Regions from separate parts of the Gossypium arboreum genome. Here region 1 is linked to region 2. Evidence: chromatin contacts called from public Hi-C data. All regions are on one chromosome and are shown on one strand. The core of a region is the stretch at or near the end of the contact, and the rest is flanking DNA. Distances in the headings are between cores, read along the strand shown.

Region 1 (3,365 bases), core at 528-3,027, 730 kb before region 2:
CCTTGTAAAGCTTATTTTAGTTGGGAACAAAGTTGAACAGCCAAGAAATGCAAACTCTCAGCTTTTTACCATCCATGCCAACTCATATGAGAACATCAAAATAATCCAGTTAACATTTACATTCATGGAATCTTCGAGTTCAGGTCACATTTTTATTCATGCTGTTTGTTGGGCATAATAGAATAATCAGTTTCATTTATTACATAGGAGAGGGATCAAAGATACAAGGAGCTGGGCTTCAGAGACAGAATCACACTCAGCAGCGGACGTTTTCTTCTGGGAAACAAGTATGGTTTTGTTTCATCATCTATTGCATATACAGTGTATAGTATTCTTTATTTGGCAGGATCTCTTGTCCCATTTCTTGCATTTTTCTTTTCGAGTGTATACACATTTGTAAAGGTGGCAATCACGCTGGTAGATTTGGGGTGTCTAGCATTGTGAGGAGTTTAGGTCTCTGTCTTCTTTCCACTTCATTTTTTTTCTTGAGGATAGTCACTCTTAAGCGGGTGAATATAGGTTTCACGTAGGTTGGGTATGTCTTTAGTAGGCTCAACTTTTTTTCTCGTTTTACTTTGCAAACAGCAAACCGAATGGTAATTGGATCTGGGGTTTGTATCATTTAAGGCAGGATGATTGTGTAAGGTCGTTGACTTCATTCAAATGCTTATTATAGGTCAACTTTGGTCCGAGTGTCGTTCCCTGTCTACAAATGTGCATTTGTAAATGAGCAGAATTTCTATGTGCATGTACCTTTACATTCTTTTGGGTGTTATAGCCCTTGTATATATCAAATAAGAATAGTAGTAGCACATTTTTGTTGGGCCGTGGTTAAATTAATGTGGTCACCATTGTATAAGGGAGTCTGGAGCAATTCTCTCCGTGACGTGTGGACGCAATAATACCTGCTTGCTTAGAAAATTTGTTGATTTGCTAATGAAATACTTGGTTTGTAAGTGCAGGTATGCTCGAACGTTTGCATTTTTCTACACAATTGGTTTGCATATCCTAGTGTTTACTTGTCTATACCGAATGTCCGCTCTAAGCTACCTCAGGTGATAATGTGCCCTAATCATTAATATAACTAAGCCAGATTTCCTTTCAGATTAATCTGACTCCAAGTATTTTTTGTTAATGCAGCCATGGCTCTGAGGAAACTGCCGTCGTTGAGAAAAACTTGTACCGCCCGCGTGGATATTAGTGACATCTACCCTTAGCCATTTCTTCATTTATGGTTTGTTCTTGTGAGAAGAATATGGCATTGAAATTAAATTTACAAACTTAATAAACTGTACATGTAACACAATCATGTTATGTTCAAAATAGCTAATACTATACATCCCTGTCTTTCGATCTTAAGTTTTTGCTCAACTTGATTTTTTACGCCATTCTAATTCTAGTGCACGTATTTTTCTTTTAAAAAAATTGAGATTGTTGTCTTAAAAATGGAGGTGAGGAAATTCGATTTCAAAATTTTTCTTTTTGAGGAAAATGCCAGCTGATAATAATAATAAATTAGGGGGAAATACAAAGTCTTGAAACTCGGAAGAGAGAACGCAAAACAGCAGGTTGAAAAAACAAAACTATCGAAGAAATGAAAAGTCTGGGTAATCAAAGTCGCAAAGCTTCAGCCAAACATTTCCGTTCTTCACTGAGTAGACATTGAATCCAACCATTAGCTAGTTCAAGGCGTGTAACACCATACTTTTTACTTATTTTAATATTGGATTTATTTTTTTCTTCTTATTCGTGAATACTATAAGTGGGTGACCTTCACTGTTCTTTCTTTTCTTTTCTTTTCTGATGAGATTACTTTGGCTTCTTCACTCTAGCTTCTTTTCTTTTTTTCAATTCTTCATATTTTTTTCTTTTTCCTTAACGTTTCTTCTTCATTACTCTACTATTTAAACTTTAAACCCTTCTAGATTGAGGGTGGGTGAGGCAGAGCAGACGCTGCTATTCTGGGGCTGAAGAATCTGACGGCCTGATGGGTGTGGGACTGTGGGGCGTGAGGGTCACGGGTAGATTTAGGACATTAGCTTTTAGTTTTCGAAATTTTAAATTTATTTTCATTTAGTTTTTTCTGCTTTGGTCTCATAGTTGAAAAGAACCAGACTTTTTTTATTATTGGGTCGTTTTTCCAGCTTGACCTAACCCAGGGAGTTCAAAATTTCCAAAAGCCAGTTCGACCTGTTTTTCCTGATACTCGGTTCAAAAGGATTTTTTCTGTTGAACGGACCGGTACTTTTCCGGTTTTTTGTTCGACCGGCCGGTCTGGTTTGGTTTTCACAATATTAGTATTTAGCCTTTAACAAACATGCAACAAACGAGTTCAGATTAGCTAACAATCGCCAAGCTTGTTTTGCTAAGAGAGCAACATTAAGCGTTTATATTTTCATATTTATGAATTGGTTTGATCCTAATTAGAAGTTCTCAACTTTCAAATATGATAGATGTTGTTTCTATATTATTATAATATTTTTATTTGAGTTGGTGTAATAAGTTAATTATAAATTAAATTTGTGAATATTTAAAAGTTATTATTTAATAAACATCTTTACTATAATTAAATTATTGACTAAATTAGTGTCACAAGCAAGATAGCCAGTACTATACCAGTAGATTAATCACTTTTTGTTTGGGTACTAATGTCACGGGCCAGAGTTCAAAGCCCGTGACCATCGAACCGAATGCATCCGATGGAGGTCTATTACTTAGATGGAGATCATTTGGCCCACGACTTGGAGAAGCCTGTCAGATTGAAGCCTGGTTGGCCCGATAGCGAAGATATGGCAACTTAGGCAACTATGGTAACTAATCTTTAAAGATAGAGGGAATCATATCTTGTAAAGATTAGATAGGATTTGATATGGAAGTATCTTGTAAAATCCCTTAAATTAGGGGATTGGTTAATCTCGTCCGTCGATATAATTGTATCTTGACCGTCGGTTTTGGGGGAGCTCAAGTATAAATAGAGAGCCTCCCCCTCATTTGTACTCACTCCATTCATTGTTTCATTATTCTTTGTGAATAAGAGAATAGAGAGCATTTACTCAAACACTTTGCGAGCGTTCCTTTCTGTTGTTCTTTTTAAGCTTCTTTTGGCACAAGTTTGCTTCATTTGTCTGAGTTGGTGCTTTGGAGGAGTTCTTAAGGAATCCTCATTCGAGTAAAAAGTGACTTGGGCGAGTTTGGACGAAACAAATCGCTAAGGCCGCATGGTCTGAGACGAAAGGTCTAGCCCGTGACAAGTGGTATCCGAAATGTTGGTTCAAGGCCTTTGTTGGGATGTCGAAAGAAGAGTGCGGACAAAGGAGGGCAAGAAAAGGTTTGAGGAGATCTTTGTCGGCGATGAAGGAACGTGT
Region 2 (3,903 bases), core at 455-2,954:
TATTTTAAGAAAATATTATTAATATAATAATATTAAGTTTGATTAAGTTAATTTTATATAAAATTAAAACTACTCATAATGTAGCTCTTTTATGAAAAATGATTTACCATTTTTAAAATATTATCAATTTGAAGGAAAATTGGCTTATTTTCAATCCTCCTATAAGCCATTTTTCACTGATCAAGCTATTTTCCATGAAACAAATATAAGAAAATATAGAAAATATTTTCCATAAATCATTTTCCGTAAAACAAACGCACACTAAATTAATGTTATTTCTATTTTTCATTTTCTTTAATATTATCTATTTGAGCATTCATGTCCTAACACCTATTCAAAAATCAAATGTGGGTAATGAGATATAATGCCTCCAAACACATGGAAAAACTTAACAGAAACAAAAATAAAAAATAAAAAAATCAACATACATGCCTATATCTAACACTTACATTCAAATCTGAATAACTTTCGAATCATAAATATTTAAGAAATTTGGGATTTCACCTTTCATCTATCATTAGCTTTCTCAAACTCTACTTCCTAAATTTGAATAAAGACTTTTCAAAATAAATAATTATTCACAAAAACTAAATAAATAAAAAATAATGAAAGCTTGTATCTTTTAACCAAAAAGACAATAAAAAAACACTGAATTGCAACCATAAAGACTACCAAAAGAAAACTGTGATGGGATTTGAAGTAGCCAAAAGACACATTTTTCCCTAATATATAACCAAAGCAACATGAATCTTCAACTACCTATTAGAAGCGAAAGATATAGCAAAATCCACGAAAATTTTTCTACCTTTTTTCTAGCTTCTGCTAATATAGTTGAAAAAACATGGTGGATACTAACAATTTGTCATTTAAAATCATCAAGTGAAGAAAATTTTGTGAAATTGCAGGAGACATGATTGTATAAAAGAAGGTAGTGGTGAGAGGATTTAGTCACCTTTATGTCAACACGCATGCCAGAAAGAAAGCTACAAGAAAATCACAAGCAATGCTTATTTTCTAAGAGCTATATTACTTCAACATAGATGTGAATGCCACATATGTCAGCATGGTAATCGTTAGATTTATTTTTTTTAAAATTTCATGTATTTGATGGATGCTTGAAAATTAAATTTGTACATGTGTTAAATATGAACCGGATACTTCTATATATATATATATATATATATAAGTCGAAGCCATTCGGTTTGTGGCACATTCTTCCCAGATTGGTGGAGGCATTGAACATGTAGTTAGAGGAAAACAATAGGTATGCTGGGTCACATAGAACATATACGAATGATGTAGATATAAACCATGTGTTACCACCTTTTTAGGTTCTTGCTTTATGGGGACAAAATCCCATTACCATGTATGATTTTATTTTTAATTTTTTTGGGTTGTTGGGCTCATTTGTGGTAGTTTTATGGTTTACGAAGTGTACAACCTTTTTTTTTTTTTTGAAATACACAAAGCGTACTCGAGGCTGCAAGAAATGTGGAAGAAACAACGACAAGGGCTTGCTTCCTTTGAATTCATCCCTCTTTGCAACTTTGAATTTGGGGTTCTTTTGTGATTTTGATCGTCTACTATTTGATTTAATTATGAAAGATTATTTATTAATATATTGAGTTTAAAAGAAAAAGAAAGGAAGTGTGGGTTATTTGCAGCTGTAAAGTAGCAAGGAAGAGGTGATTAGTTGGGCATGGGATTCGAGGTTATTAAATATTGAGGGCAATGTTTGAAGTGATGTCTGATGAGTTTTAAGGTTTTATTATATCTGCATATTTGCCTTTGGGTAATAATATGTAGGTTTTGGCTTCATCTCGTATAGATTGGAAATATGCAGAAGGTTAGGCAAATGATGTCCTTGTCTCAATGCAGGCAGTTGGGCATATTAGTTTGGCCCATGAGGTCCGTGTTCCCTTCCCTGCCACCGATATTTGTAGAGCATTTTTCTTTTCATGCCATTCTGCTTATTTCCGTTTTCAGAGTATGAACTACACCGGATCCATAAGTCAATTCGATTGAACTAAAAATTGACCAAAAGATCAATCTATAAAAATAATCTAAAACCAATTAAATGAAAAATCAATATGAATAGATTGACGACTAGAAAACTTATTGAACTGACAGTTGAATCAAATTCTTCTAATTTTTTTAATCAAACTGATTAAATCATTAAACTAAACAAGATCAACCGATGAACCAATAATTTGATTGATTTAACCACCAATCCAATTTAAAAAAAAAAAAACATTGATTGTAACATTTTGGAAAACCTCCCATTAGGATTTATGCAAAGCTCTATCTTTCCGTAGTTGTTTCTTGGGAGTTCATATTACACTCATTATTATCTTTCTATTACATTGAAGAAAAAGAAAATGTGATCATTATGGCACATTCAAGACATGGGTCAAAAATAAAATTATGCTGAACTCCTTATAAACCAAATGAAGATTTAATATAAAACGCCTTCATGTAAATGTTACTTTTTAAATAGAAAAATTGTTAATGTCCGATTTAAATAGATGATGCGGCCGAATCTAAAAAACAGTCGACCAAAGTCCATTTTCAAACATAACCCAGATTCCGATAAGGCATTGGCTTCAGTAGGAGACGACGGATATTCAACTCTGCTCATCTCTCTATTACACTATCAACCAATAAATGCCAAATCCACTGCTACACCAAGAAGCATCACATATTTTTCACATCACCCAATAATTCTTTTTACTTCTCTCCATAAGTTTATCTATTAACCAACTTCAGGTCTGGTCTTGGGCACAATTACTATTTTATTCATCCCAACTCAAAAAGTAACAAGTTAGAAAAAAGTTGAGAAAAAAGCAAAAAAGGAATAAATGAATACACAGAATAAACTGGCAAGTAGTATTAATTCTACAGTTTTACAATTTTTTTAAAAAAAAAAGGACCGTAACTTGTCATTCTGCACTACTGATCCAATAAACAAGCTAGCAAAACCTTACAACCCATGTCAGAATCTCATTCCTATCATGAAACTATATTTACATTTCCTGTAATTAGATATAAAATAACGGAGAAAAATCTTTTTGTACTTATAGCATGTATATTCTATATCTTTATACTAGCTCACGTCAATTCAAACTGGCAACACTCTAGTATGAGAACTTTATAAAAACATCTGACCTGTTAGGTTATTTGATATTTGCTCTGCACTTCCATTTAAACATCGTATACAGGTAAGCGTTCTTCAATGGAGACCCGACAGATAGGGCATTTTCTACACTTCTCGCAGCAGGTACTGCAATGCAAAGGAACTGATGAGCTTAATATAGAATAATAAAATAATATCTGATTAAGAGAGAAAAGGATTGAGTTTCATTTGGATACATCTTTAAATGCAATCACATCAAAAGGACCTTATACCTGCAAAGAATACGATGCCTACAGGGGAGCAAAACCACACTTATCTCTCTCTCAAAGCACACCCTACATAACACTTTTTCCTGGACATTACATAAAAAACACGCATGTCAGCAACAAGAATATATCTCAATCCACCTTCATTAGGCTCGTAATGCAGGGTTTAACAATTAATTATTTGACCCAATAAAGCTGCAGTGGTAAAGTTGAAAATTACATTTTGAAGCCTCTCAAACTCCTGCTGACTATATTTGGTGATTTCTGATTGCTCACCAAGAGCTGCCTGAAGCCTCCAAACCTGAGATAAAAGGAACCGTATAAATTATATTTACATGCAGAAACAGTAATTAAAAAATCTTGGAATTGCCAGTATATCGCACTGAGACAGTGCCAAACATAAAACCATAGCACCACATTAAAGAGGAGAAAAAAAATGTAAGAAATGTGGTACAAACTAGAAAATAAAAGAAAAGAGATACAGTAACCAAGTCAAAAACAGAA

The links. Hi-C and Micro-C count contacts between places; a contact is called where the count stands out from the background.
Region 1: a contact with region 2 is called in a Hi-C map of leaf, with 7 times the contacts expected there. The contact joins two enhancer-like sites. A contact is called at or near these places in 2 of 5 Hi-C or Micro-C datasets (both in leaf).

Annotation. Positions count from the first base shown.
Region 1 is chr9:45,772,068-45,775,432 of ASM2569848v2, reverse strand. It overlaps LOC108456877 (protein CASP), which reads left to right. Exons shown (of 19, transcript XM_017755607.2): 17 at 208-287; 18 at 963-1,055; 19 at 1,141-1,359. The coding sequence ends at 1,201. Among protein-coding and RNA genes, the nearest start is that of LOC108456877, 18 kb to the left of the region's middle. Within about 2 kb of position 1,777, at least 2 of the 2 cell types and tissues checked have an H3K27ac peak or open chromatin away from gene starts, as enhancers often do. A contact at or near this core is called in leaf, where this site is marked.
Region 2 is chr9:45,041,637-45,045,539 of ASM2569848v2, reverse strand. LOC108457317 reads right to left here. Exons shown (of 14, transcript XM_017756308.2): 12 at 3,620-3,700; 13 at 3,406-3,485; 14 at 2,199-3,280. The coding sequence ends at 3,202. Among protein-coding and RNA genes, the nearest start is that of LOC108457317, 9.8 kb to the right of the region's middle. Within about 2 kb of position 1,704, at least 2 of the 2 cell types and tissues checked have an H3K27ac peak or open chromatin away from gene starts, as enhancers often do. A contact at or near this core is called in leaf, where this site is marked.